Linked DNA regions of Gossypium arboreum: region 1 is linked to region 2. The links are chromatin contacts, called in public Hi-C maps. All regions are on one chromosome and are shown on one strand. Each heading gives the region's core, a stretch centred on a gene start, on an enhancer-like site or on the middle of the called end of the contact. The rest is flanking DNA. Distances are from core to core; before and after follow the strand shown.

The links. A called contact is a pair of places that touch in the nucleus more often than the background predicts.
Region 1: a contact with region 2 is called in a Hi-C map of leaf, with 1.6 times the contacts expected there. The contact joins the enhancer-like site here to the promoter of LOC108460845 in region 2. A contact is called at or near these places in 2 of 5 Hi-C or Micro-C datasets (both in leaf).

The regions. Positions count from the first base shown.
Region 1 is chr4:15,887,898-15,895,009 of ASM2569848v2, reverse strand. No RefSeq gene overlaps it. Among protein-coding and RNA genes, the nearest start is that of LOC108460845, 81 kb to the right of the region's middle. Within about 2 kb of position 1,314, at least 2 of the 2 cell types and tissues checked have an H3K27ac peak or open chromatin away from gene starts, as enhancers often do. A contact at or near this core is called in leaf, where this site is marked.
Region 2 is chr4:15,808,550-15,815,371 of ASM2569848v2, reverse strand. LOC108460845 (UDP-glycosyltransferase 76B1-like) reads right to left here and starts at 4,525. Exons shown (of 2, transcript XM_017760523.2): 1 at 3,954-4,525; 2 at 2,795-3,874. The coding sequence starts at 4,458. The coding sequence ends at 2,979.

The sequences.
Region 1 (7,112 bases), core at 65-2,564, 83 kb before region 2:
TTTAGTTGAGTCACAAAAATTAGGAAGCGTTCTAGTTTAGCCGTAAAAGCTAGGGGAAAAGGTTCTATCTTAGCCTTATGAAAAAAAATATAGAAATTGTAAAGGTTAAACATTCTCCTTGAAAGATATCAATTCAAGTATATTATTTGGAAAATTTTTAGTTGAGGTATACCAAAGTAGTGGGGATAGGCAATTGGGGTAACCACTATAAATCGAAGTGCCCAAGGTTTTCTTCCATTTCCTCATCCTTTAGAAAAGTTTGCAAAGAATCTTAAAATATCAATTCATCCCCCCTTTTGGTATTTTCGGGCCTAACACAACCCAATAGGTTTGTTCTTAGTGACTTAACCTAACTTGCTAGCATAGGAATATAACTAGTAGGGAAGGGGGATTAACTTAGATATTGAAAGGGTCTAGTTAATATCATGGAATTATGTATTAGTAATTACATGGATTTAAAAATTGAATGAGAAATAATTGATTTACTAGTTTAGGTGAAGTTAGAGTTCCGTGTCCATGAAATTGATTGAGAAACTTGAAAGTTTTCATTACTTAGTTTAGTATACTTTTATAATTTAGTTAATTTTAGTAGTAATTGAAATTTATTTTATTGATCTGGATTAGATAAAATGAATAGTTGGTAATAATAGCTTAGAGTTTGGTATTCATGGGAACAATCTCTTTTATCACTTTATTACCTGATCAACACATACACTTGTGTATAATTTCCAATTATCAATATTATATATAAAAGATTATTATTTAGGTTAAAATATGCTCAAAATCCATGTACTCTTTGTACATTCAGAAGTTAGTCCCCTATTTTTATTTCAAGGAATTTAATCTATTTACTTTTCAAATTTAAAAATGCAAGTCTAGCTGTCAATATAATTAAAACTCTTCTATTAAATTCACGTTCATAACAACACCATTTTTATTACGTAGCTATTAAGTGAGTTTTTTTAATTTCAAAATGTCACAGTAAAGAATTTAACAATTTTTTTTATCAATGTTAGTAATTAAATTTAAATTTTAAAATATGAAAAATAGAGGAATTGAATTCCTAAAATAAAAGTAGAGGAATTAAATTATAATTCTAGAGCATATTTCAACTTATTTTTTTACTATGATTTCTTTTATGAGTTGTTTGATGGTTGATTATGTGGCTCCTCTATTAGCGGTTTCTGCTGGCTCCACACTTGCGTTGGTGATTTTTTCAAGTTTTGTTGTGGCATGATCACTCTGTTGAAGGATGTGCATATCGCTAATGGGTACGTCACTCTCCAACTCTCTTTTTCCAGTAATTGTGACGACTTGGTGGGCTAGAGAGTAGCATTTGGTTTTCTAGATTGCTTTTTTTTTTTCTTGATTTGAGCCCCTACCTCTCTTTATATATTTTTGAGTAAATTACACTCGTTGTTCCTTAACTTTGGTCAAGATTATGTTTTGGTCATCCAACCTTTTTATTTGTGTAATAGCTATTAATGTTATTAAATTGTTATATTTTAATATTTATCTGTTATCTTCAGTTAAAATGATAATGTCTCACGTTAATTTAAAGGGTCAATAATTAATTTAGTTTCTGAAATATAAATCAAATATATTTTTTGATATTTTTAATTATTTTCTTAATAATTATTCTAATTTTTAAAAATATATTAAAATAAATTAAAATTACTAAAAATATAAAATGTATTAAAATATAAATAATTATTATAAAAATAAATAAATATTTTATATTAATATTAAATAAAAATTATTATATTAATATGAAATAAAATAACTCTCTCCCGGCCCTCTCCTCTCCCCCACCATCGATCCCGCTTGCTGTCACTGTCTCTCCCACCCAGTCCTCACCCCCACCATCTCCTACAAATTAAAAAAAAAAAACAAAAATCAACACGAATGCGTCATTCACGGTGCCAGCAAATCAAGAAATCCTTTTACAGATGGTTTTTTGACATACCAAACCAATGCAGTTCCTCAAACCTTAAATTTGTACTTGACATGTCAAACATGGTTTCTTCAAATACAGAAGTGGGCATTGGCAGATACAAGGGGTAGGTGGGAGCACAGCCCCTAGGTTTTTAAAAATTTTCATAACATCTCCTTTAAGATGAATTTTATTATATTAAACCCCTAAAAAATTTAAATTCTACTCCTAAACCCAAAATAGAAAAGAACAACCCTTTAAAGTTTAAAAAAATATATATTTATCTCTTATAAAATAACTTCTTTTAGAAGTATCAAATTTTAAAGCTTTCAAAGGAAGCTACAATAAAATAAATAAATCATCAATTTTTTAAAAAATATAACAATAAAAGAAAAAAACTTTTACCCATAAGACTGAAGAAAAAGAAAAACAAGTTAGAACAAAAAGAAAAGAGTAGTGGAAAAAAGCAATTAACGAATTATAAGAGAAAGAAAAAGATATTATCATCAAAGAAGAAGAAAAAAATTCAAGATATTCTTTAAATATTTTGGCTTGCTTTCTCTATTTCTTTTATAGTTCTATACTTGTATATTATCTATAAGTATCCAAAAGAAACAAAAAATCCCAAATTTTAAGGTTTAGCCTAAGTCAACAATACTAATATAAGTTTGCCCCTAAATCATATTTCTGAATCCACCACCCTCAGTGGGACTGGAATTTTAATTTGGAATGTTTGGAGCATTTCAGGTAAGAAAAGTTACATGAACTTGGTTTAAATGGTGTAATTGTTCAAACAGTACTCTTGAAATACCTGTTAAAACATCCCTCGGTGAAACCCAACATTAGAACTCACCCTTTTGTTCTTTTATTGAGTAATTAAATTTGAACTCTTCAATTCAATTTGTAATTTAATGACTGTGATAGTAATTCATAGTTGTTTTCTTGTTGTACGAAAGTAGGTATATGTAAGTAAAGCTAAAATAATCTATAAACAGGGGCGGATTTAGGGGGCTGGCAGGGGCTCGACCTCCCTAAAATGTAAAATTTTTATTTAACTCTTTAAATTTTTAAAAATTTTTAAATTAGTAAAGGTAAAATTGTACTTTGGCCTCACTAAAATTATAAAAATTTAATTTAATCCTTTAAAAATTATAAAGATATAGCCTATAAAAAATTAAAGTTTCATTTAACCCCTTAAAAATTTGTTCTGGATTTGCCGTTTTCTATAAACCATGTCAGGTAGCTGATAATGATAATGTTACTAATGTATGGCCTTCATTTACAACGGGAATTGAAAATCATGGGATAGAACAATAAGGTTGTTTCAACATTTTCTTTTCCTGGTATCATATTGTTTAATATTGTTTTACAACCAAATGCAAAGAGAGGGGCAGATAGGAGAGGGACGCGGTGGGGTGGGGTGGGGTGGGAGAGAGTTTATTTTATTTTAATATAATAAGTTTTATTTAATATTAATATAAAAAATTTTATTTAATTTTTATAATTTTTAATAATTTTAATTTACTTTTAATATTTTTAAAATTTTAAAATATTTATTAAAAGAATTAAAAATATCAAAATACTATTTTTATTTATATATGAAAGATCAAATTAATTATTAACTTTTTAAAGTAATGTGTCATGTGATATAAGTATTTCATTTAATGAATAATTCAATTAATCCTCTGAAATTATATTTGCACGAAAACTCGAATATCATTTCATTTTCATGTTTATAACCCTTTAAGCCTAATTTTATTATTCAATCTTATCCTCTTTCAAGAAAAATATTCATTCTTATCTATTAATCAATCTCCAGTATATCTATAAACTATATATAGAAAGAATGTTCCAGCTGACAGTCATCTAATCTTATTTCCTTACCTTCTGATTTTTCCCCATTTTTTAACATATAAATCTTTCTTTAAATAGATATAAAACAGCATCGCTGACTTTTTTATTTTTATAAAATAATATAATAAAATTATCTCTTATAGGTTCACTAATTACTAATTATTGGTGAGTTGTTTTATATGTATTATTCAAAAAATGAAGACTTGATGATTATTCATTCGTTGGAATAAGAAAAAAAAATTTGATAAATAAAGATCCCATAAAAATTCTTTTCAAAGAATGGACTAGACCGAGCCATTTTTCAAGAACAATAGTTAAAGGACTCAATACTACCACTTAAAATATGAAACCTACATGTTAATGCTCACCATTTCGATGTCATACCAGTAATTTAGAGAAAACCTCTCGTAAAATATTTAGTACTCATTTCGATTAACTCTCTATCATCTTTCTTTGACAGAGCAGTATGTATTTTCCAAGGTGTTCCTTTTTCCAATTATGAAGCATGGATCCTTAAAAGAGAATTTGACAGCTGTGGAAAAATATTTTGGATTCTCAAGGCATCCTAACCTTACATGTGCGCCATATGGGTGAAACGTGTAAGATGTTCAATGATCAAAATAGGTGAAACATGTAAGATGTTCAATGATTAAAACATGATGTTTACGTAGCATCTATATCTTATTTCATAGAAACAATTTTGGACTTCGAGTAGTCAATTTCAACGCAATCATCTGCCTCTACTAAGGTTGGCCAAGAGAAGGCTAAGGCTATTTTACTTAAATGATCTAAAAAAATTAATTATTTACGTAAATAACTATGATTTAAAAATAATTACCTAAATGATCATGAATGAAAAATAAATTTGGGTAACGGAGAATAGATGGCTGGCACCACCTTTTTTTCTTGACACAATCGCTAGGCAATGATTTTGGACACTAGATGGCCATCACCCTTGTATTTTTTTTTCAAATCGTATCATACTGGTAGATACCAATATTTTAAAAAAAATTGGGGTGTTGGGACACTGATGGCTAACACCCCTTTTATATGATTTAAAAAAAATTTAGGGTGTCAGGACATTGATGGCCAGTACTCCCTTTATCTAATTAAAATAAATAGTTTTTTTAGGGTGTTGGGACATTGATGGCCGGCACCCCCTTTATCTGAAGCCAGTTATATATAGGTGTTTTATTTTCCATTTGAGATTTTTGTTTGCTTTATCCGTTGGAAACTGAAATTAAGCATATCAGTGTTTTGTTTGTTTAGGAGGAAGCAAAAATTGTTGACGTTAAGTTCCCAAATTTTGTTAGTTTATGTTCATTTTGATGGATAAATAATAAATACAACTGAAGAAGGTTTTGTCGTTCAAAGTTGGCAAAAAATTAGAATGAGATTCAACAAGTGTGTTTTAATGGCGGACTTGAAACAAAAGATCAATACAAAGATAACTGCGAGAAGCAAATGTTAAAACTATTTTACAAATTTCTGATTTCAACAGATTCGCTCAAGTTCTCAAAAATGAAGATTGAAAATGATGATGATCTAAGGACAATGATAGCAATTTATTGCCCCTTGAGATGGATAATGCCAGCAGGGTTGAGTTGCTCGCGGAGATAATTGATCTGGAACCCGTTGTAGTTGTAATTCCAGTAAGTCAGCATTCTATAATTGATATTGATCTTAATGTCTGCTAGAAAGTTCAACCGAGTTTTGGAGGGTCACTTCAAACTCCCGAAAATCTAAACTACGGTGGATGTTCGTATAACATCCCAATCTCATGTCCTCGTCTAGAGATTCAGCTAGAGGTGTTGGGCACATAGAAGATGGTGATGAAGGGTTCAATAATGAAGATTAGTCCTACCATGATAATAAAGATTTCAGTGACCTCAATTTGGAAGAGATCCTTGGAGACATAGATAATGAAGGCATGGTAGAGGGTGAAGATGCGCAACCTTATTCGGCTGGGAACATGGGTTACGGTATAGTTATCCGTAATAATCTAGGAACCTTTATATCTAGCATAGATCCTGATGCGGCGCATGTAGGTGAGTTCCCCGAATATGAAGAAATAGTGTTGACTCACCTACTAGAGGGAGAATTGGACGCTGAAGAGTTGTTTGTAGGATAACAGTTCAACAACAAAAAAGACTGTGTACATGCAATAATGTAGTATAGCCTGAAGTTGTTTCTCAATTACAAAGTCGCGAAGTCTACACAGTGTTTATACATTGGAGAATGTTAGAAAGCTTAAAAAGGCTGTAACTGGCATGTTTGGGCTGCATTAATGCAGTGGACTCATATATGGACAATCAAGAAAATAAAAGGTCCTCGCACATACATGGTCGCTTGAGTGTCACAAGACCATCGAAAATTGGATGCAAAAGCTATATGCAACTACATCATGCCGTTGGTAAAAGACATGCCCACTATCCCTATATCGGTCCTTATTGCAAGAGTGTATATTCTACAATTGATAGGTGCAAGAGTCATCCAACACAGATAGACATTATTTATGTGGTTAAGAAATAACTTCGAACATCTACTGAGTTGTCCAATATAGATGGACATTATTTACGCTGCAAAAGCATATATTCTACAACTGAAAAGTGGGGTACTGATGCCAAGCATCAATCAGAATAAAGTCCACATCACGTACCTCTCATTACTAGAAGATCTAGCCTAAGCCAAGAATTATAGTTGGGGCTCTGTAGTATTGGCATGTTTATACCGTGAGCTTTGTCGAGTGACAAAGCCATCTATCAAGACCATGGGTGGTTTTTTCCTTCTACTGCAGTTGTAAGCACTATATTGGATGCTATTTCTGGCATCAGTAAGCCACCAACTGTAGGTGTGGCCACTTGTAAATAGGTGATTGGTAATTTGAAGTTACTTTTTGTTTCTTAATTGTATAGTACAGTAATTTTTGCATACAAAAAATAATCCAAAATATGAATGTGTTTTTTAGATGGGCAAGGATATCGAGAATCGGACGATCGTACACTATGCCTGTATACCGCGCCAGATGATAAAGGCTCATTCTGGGAATAGCGTAAAATATGCTTTCGAATTGTTATTATTTTTAAATACAATATTTGCCAAAAAATTTAACTTAACTAATAACGTCTGATCTATACTATACAATTTCTATGGATGTTATATTCCAAGAAAGAAATTACGGCCCTCATACCATCATAGGTTCACGAGCAGCAAGTTCTATTCATGACAAACGTCCCATTGATTAATTTCCATATGGTCGAGTGACACGTAACGAATCGGGTCTTGAAACAGTTTAGTTGCAAGTAACCTATCCCAAACCCTCCAT
Region 2 (6,822 bases), core at 3,276-5,775:
GAAAACCTTAAGACCTTGTTTATATATGTCAATATACATCATTTGACTAGTAAGAATCAATTTAAGAGGGTAGACTCCTACGTGCAATAATTGCCAGTCTATTGTAAATCAATAGATTTCCCCCTGAGCTTTACTAAATTTTTTAGAAAGCTCAAAGAAAGTAAATGGCTTAACTGATTGAAGTGTTATAAATATTGTAGCTTACTTTCATACATGTATTTAGAGAAGGAAATGTTGTGGCAGATTCAATGGCGCATATGGGGACAGAAAGCTCTAATGGCGCCCTATGTTTCCTCCATGAAGCTCCAGCTGGAATTAGAGTGATGTTGCTTGAAGAGAGCGTTATAGTTTCAAATCAGTAATTTGTTAAGCAGTTGTGTCATTAGGCTAAGGTGTTAGTCTCCAACAAAAAACTCTTATCATTCTCCTCTTACTCGTCCTGTCATTCTTTTGTGATTATTGAATATTTTTCGTTATAATCTATTAACTGTTGCACCATTTTATTAATAAAAAAACTTGTTATATCTTAATAAATATACTACACAACAAATTATCTTTAAAAACAATACCTAACGCCACTCAAATATGCATGCCGACAATAATTGATAATAAATACTCTAATCCAAATTTACTAAAAAACTGTACGGTCAGTTTTTCAGCATCCGATGCTATGTTTAGGTGGTGATGAAACAAAATATATAATGGCGTTGGAAGTTGGATAAGATTAAAATGAGTGGAAATGACAAAATTCCTTCTCCATGCAACTGCAATTTTCGCCTAATCAACCATTCATCAATTAAAGAGCAAATTGCACAGTTGCACACCTAAGTTTTATAAATTTTCATTTTGCGCACCGAAAATAAAAAAATTATAAATTGGACATTGTCTTAACAACCGTTTTCATTTTAGTTACTCAACTTTAATAAATTTTATTTTAATCACTCGTCATTAATTCAATGTTATTCTACACTCATTTTAATAAGCCAACTTTAATGAATTTTCATATCATCATTCATTTTTGTCTTTTAAAATTTAATTTAATTATTTTTAGTTTTTTCTTGGAAAAGGAAAAATCTTTTATCTTTTAAATTTTTCTTTTTAGAACTAATTTTGTTTTTTTAAATAAGAGGAAAAACATGATATGAAATTATTTAAGTTTTATAGGAAAACCAATTAATATTTTTAATTTTTCTTTTTTTTGAATTAATTTTAGTTTTTTCAAGTAAAGGAAAATTCTCGTAAAATTATTTGGGATTTTACATGGAAAAACAATTTTATCTTTTAAAATTTTATTATTATTTTCATTTGTTAGAATTAATTTTAAAAAGTAAATAAGTGACTAAAACAAAATTTTATCAAAATTTTGGTGATTAAAAAGTGTACAATAATAGTGAACTAACTAGATGATCAAAACAAAATTTACTAAAGTTAGATGATTAAAATGAAAACGATTCTTAATGGCAGTACCAGTTTCATTTTTTATTTATTTTCAATGCCCAAAATAAAAATTTATAAAAGTGAAGTAACCAAGTGCATAATTTAGCTTTAATTAAATGACCAAAATTGAATATATGAATTTTCTTTTCCCTTGCAAACGGCCATTTTACACCCCTACGATGTTTCTAATATATAATTTTTGAAGTTTTCTAATCAATTATACTATAAAATCAAAGTAATACAAAATATAATAAATAAAAAATCGAAAAGAATTAAATAAATCCATATATGATAAGATTAAAGACTCACATATTTGTAATTAAATAGTCAGGCCCACCAACCCTAATTAAGAAAAATATAGAGGTGGTAATAACATCTATATTTGTAAATTCTGATTTCGTAAAATTCTAAAATCAGTATTATTTTTCAGGTTTTGCGAAGAATGGAAAGAATATTTTGGTTGGCGTCAGATTTGCTGTTAGCATGTCACGATTTTAATTCAATTTTTAAGAATAATCTTTACGACGTAATTTTCAGTATAATTAATATTAATCTATAATATTTTTCTATATATCTAAAATCCCACTTCTTTTAAAAAATTTAGTGATGTAATTAGTTTTCACTTAAAAGTCTAATTCAGCTTTAAAAATAATTCACGTTAGTCAATTAAAAAGATGATGCGTTGTGTTGCACTTAATTCTATTTCTCTTGACAATAATGTTCATACTAATTGAGTCAATAATTAAATTTTTTAATGTATTCATTTTTTTATTAAGGTATAATAAATTATGTGAAATTAAAGCCATGAATTTAATATGGTATAAAATTATTATAATACATAATAACAACCTCTTAATTTTATTGGTAATTAGATTTTTATTTAGGTAATTATTTGATACACATATAGTGAAAAGTTTTATTTCACAAACGGGTTGAGATTTTGCCATATATCTATTATTTTTAATTTTTAAATATAACTTAAGGATACATGACAAAATTTAACTCCATATAAAAAAAGTATTGTTAGATATTTTAAAAGAAAAATTAAAATGAAGTAAAATTAAAAAAAAGTGAAAGATAAAAGTTTGAAAATCTCCAAAATTTTTACAATATTTATTTTCACAATATTCTTTTTTTTTTTTTAAAATATGTCATGAGATATGATGACTAATTTAACACATAATTTTAATTAGCAATGACCCTATTGATATAATCTCGATAAATTAAAAATATAATTAAAATATTTTAAAGTTTATAGTCTAAAATGAGCTCCTAACATTAAATTGACAAAAGTCGCAACTCCAAAAGTGAGAGAACCTCGTATTCAAACTCCATAATAATAAAAATAAAAGCATCATTCAATCAAATTCTAACATTAAGTAATAAATAACATGTTTTTTAAAACTTAGTAATGTCTAAGAAATTCATAAATTTCCCATTTTCTTGTTGGTTTCTAGAAGAAAAATAGTAACTTTTATTTTGAAGAAGAAAAACTAGGAACATAAAATCTAGACGTATATAATATTAAAACAAACTGCGTTTTACAATTTCCCTTGTGACTGGGAAGATAATATTAGGCTAACCAAGCTTTCTAGAGAACGATATGAAGAACCTTGTTGCTGTGTAGATTGATTGGCCATCTTCTTAAACTGAAGAATTCGATCTCTGATTTCATGGCCTTCAGCTTCGACCAATAGCTTTCGGACAACCTTTGCAATCTCGAATCTATCAACTTTATTCTCCAAATGAACCCCAATCCTCCAAACATCGCTAACATATCTAGCGTTAACCCTTTGGTCCCCAAAACAAGGGTGACAAATCATTGGAACGCCTTCACAAAAGCTCTCTAATGTTGAGTTCCATCCACTGTGAGTCCAAAACCCTCCTACCGCAGTGTGAGCCAACACTTCTTGTTGGGGTGCCCATTTCACAACGTGTCCTCTCTCTTTTATCTCTTCCATGAACCCCTTTGGTAATGGTTCCAGCCATTCTGAGCCAATCACTGAACCTGGTCTCACCACCCACAAGAAAGGCTGCTCACTGTTAGCTAAACCCCATGCTATTTCTACAAATTCCGACTTTTCAATGCTTGCCACACTGCCAAAGCTTACATAGATGACAGATTTGGGTGCTTGTTTGTTTAGCCATGAGATGGCGCTTTGATCTTGAGATAGTAAGCTAGTTGAAGGGACTGGAAAATACTTGTGCAGTGGACCTATTGGGAAGATCGGGACCCGAAAATTGTAGCGGAAATCGGTCAGCGACCCGTGTTCAAGCTCTTCAAATGAGTTCCAAATCACGCCTGTACAAGACTTGGTTTGTTCCACTAAAGCTGCAATTGTTTGATGAAGACCCTCTTGATCTTGTGTTTTGAAGACTGGTATATCTTTGACTTTAAGAGGTGGAAGCTCAATAACTGGTTTCTCCTCTTGTGATTCTGAGGGGGGAAAAAACCGTTGTTAAATAAGATTTGCTAAAATGATTGTGACAAATTTGGTTAGAATTAAGTGAAGAACCTTGTTTTGGGAGATAACCCTTTTCTTGTAGAAGGGGTAAGGCAGCAAGAGCAAGGAAAGACGAAATGTTAGTAGTCCGAAGCACAAATCTAGGTAACTGAAGGCTTTTGGCGATGGAATCTGTGAATTTCCAAGTCGAATCCGAGATCAAACCAGCAACAGGCTCATCGGAAACATCAGATAACAACTTAACCAAGCAATCACGAAACGGCTCGGCGCAATTCGCATTAAGGAGCGAAATAAAGGATACGAGATTATCGGCATTAGAGCACTCACTTTTGGATAACCCGTTGGGGATGGAATGGAAGGTGAAGTGGGGATTCTTTGAAGGATATTTGGGAGAACTGATGAAGCAAGTGTGGATTATAGTGATTGAAAAGCCTTTAGAATATAAAAGATTTGCAAGCTGAAGCATTGGGCTTACATGACCTTGCAATGGCAACGGAAAAAGCAACAATCTCAGCCATTTCTTTTGCTTCCTATGAGTCTCTGTTTGGCTCTCCATTGGAGCTAATTGCTTTGGTTTCCAGCAATGCCCGATTCAGCCTTCTTTATTGCAAAATCTATATATAGAGAAATTGATATGGTAGAAACCTGTCAATTTTAAAGGCCAAATAAAATAGAAAATGTTAATGAAGTTGCCAAATGAGGTTAGCTCATAAAGCACATGCGTACAAGACAAGATAGACCCAACATTATTTCACTTGAGTTAATTAGACGAGACTCGAGTTAACAGTAGATTATAAATCTCTACGACATCGATGGTTTTTTTTTTTATCAAAATAATACAAAAAAAATAATTACAAAAATGAGATAAATAGTAGATTAAAAATAGTGTATTTTTTACAATATTATTGGATGCTGTCAATGTGTCACACAACACCACCCTAAAATTCACCCAACCATTTGTCAACCATTTCGGTGTTAAAAAAAAAAATTTAAATGGTGCCGCCATCATGTCAATAACACCATAAAAATACATGTACTTTCTCTAAATACAAAACAAATATGATACTGATAAAAAAAATATTTTTTAAGTGGTATAATCAATGTGCCAGACGACACTAATTTGAATTTAAAATAAAAGTTGGTTGAAAAAAAAAGGCTAAAAAAAAGTACAGGATAAGATAGGTCAGACGACATCGGCTTGATGCCCTGCCACTGACTTGACCAATCGATATAGGCTCTCTATCCAACCCCCTACTTTTGTTTGCTTTTCCATTCTTTTTTTTTCTCTTATATATTGCTTTGATCCCCCCTAATAACAGAAGCAGAAATAAAGAAAAGAAAAAAAATTATTTGTGTTGAAGTTTCGAGGAGAAAATAAATTGTTTGTATCGTTTGTGTTGGAGTTGGAAAGATAGTGAGAATTTTAAGATATATATATATTTGTAATAATAATTTGTATATTATATATTTGTATTTTATTTTTAATATTTAGATAGATTTAATGTTTAAGATTATATTATTATATATATTTATTTTTATATGTTTATATATATTTTAATAAAGATACATATGTTTTAATATTAATTTGTGTAGAATATAAAATTTATTTTCAAACATTCGGGTTAAAGTAATTTATTTTAATATTTTTTGTTTAGTTGGTGATTAATATTATTATGTGAAAGTGTTATTGTTTTAAAATGATATGTTTATTCAATTTTGTTTGTGTAGATATTAAAATAGATTTCTTGATTAGAGCAATCAATCGCACTACCATGATGACTAATGTACTAGTAAAAAAATTACTAGTGCCTATTCATGGGTATTTTATAAATTTGCTCGTCATTATTTTTTAACTGACATATTTAACTAATATGGTAACTTGTTATGGACAAGGTGAGTACTGACTCTTGAAAGTGCTTGTTCATGGTCCGAGCTATCGGCCTTTTGAACGTATTTTCCCCTATTTGAATGTCGTGTGTAACATCCTACACACAACCCGATCGTCAGATCTGGGTATGGAGCGTCACAACTTAAAGCCAACTGGACTAACAGAAACATTAAAAAATTGAATACTTTAGCTCGGCAGATATTCCGCACACTAGGCGATAACCCCCAAATATCGAATAATATATGATACTTTTTAAACCACTTTAAAACAATAATACTCTACTTGTAATCAGGTTATTTAAAAACATTATATCACAGAAGCCTTATAACCAATGACAGGTTATACAAAACATTAAATGACTAACATGAGTAACATCATTTGTAATACCCTTCACCAAACTCGTTTGCTGGGTCTGGGTACCAAATGTCGCAATTAAACCCATCGAACATACAGTACAGATAAACTTAACTAGTCAAGTTTTATTTAATAACTTAATAAAATATTTTTACTATTTGAACACATCGAATAAAGTAACATTTATAAATACTTTAATGTAATTGTCTATTAAAAATAATACAATAGTCACCATGAGTTGTTGCTTAAATTGTTCACTATAGAGACTTACTTCAACTTAAATTATATAACAATTTAAGTATACATGATGTATATCAACTCAAGATCAATTAATACTTCAAACCCCCGAGGCGGAGCTTCTAAGGGTGCCCCCTCTATATACATTATACCACAATCCTCACATCCTTATCTGCAAGGTCTGGCTTGTTCCCTTCCAAGCTTTCCATACAATTATCGGTCTTGCATCCAAGGCAAACCACTCATAAGTTCATATGAACTTAGTTAGGTTTCGTATGCTCACCACTACATAAAAGAATCAGTATATGGAATTTCTGTATATAATTAAAACTTCCTATTTTTCATTTAGGCTCTAGCAACTGTTTCTGTGTTTGATGTTTATGCGTTTTTCTTCTATAACTCCTAGCAGGCACTTTACAACAACACAACTACCTAATGGAT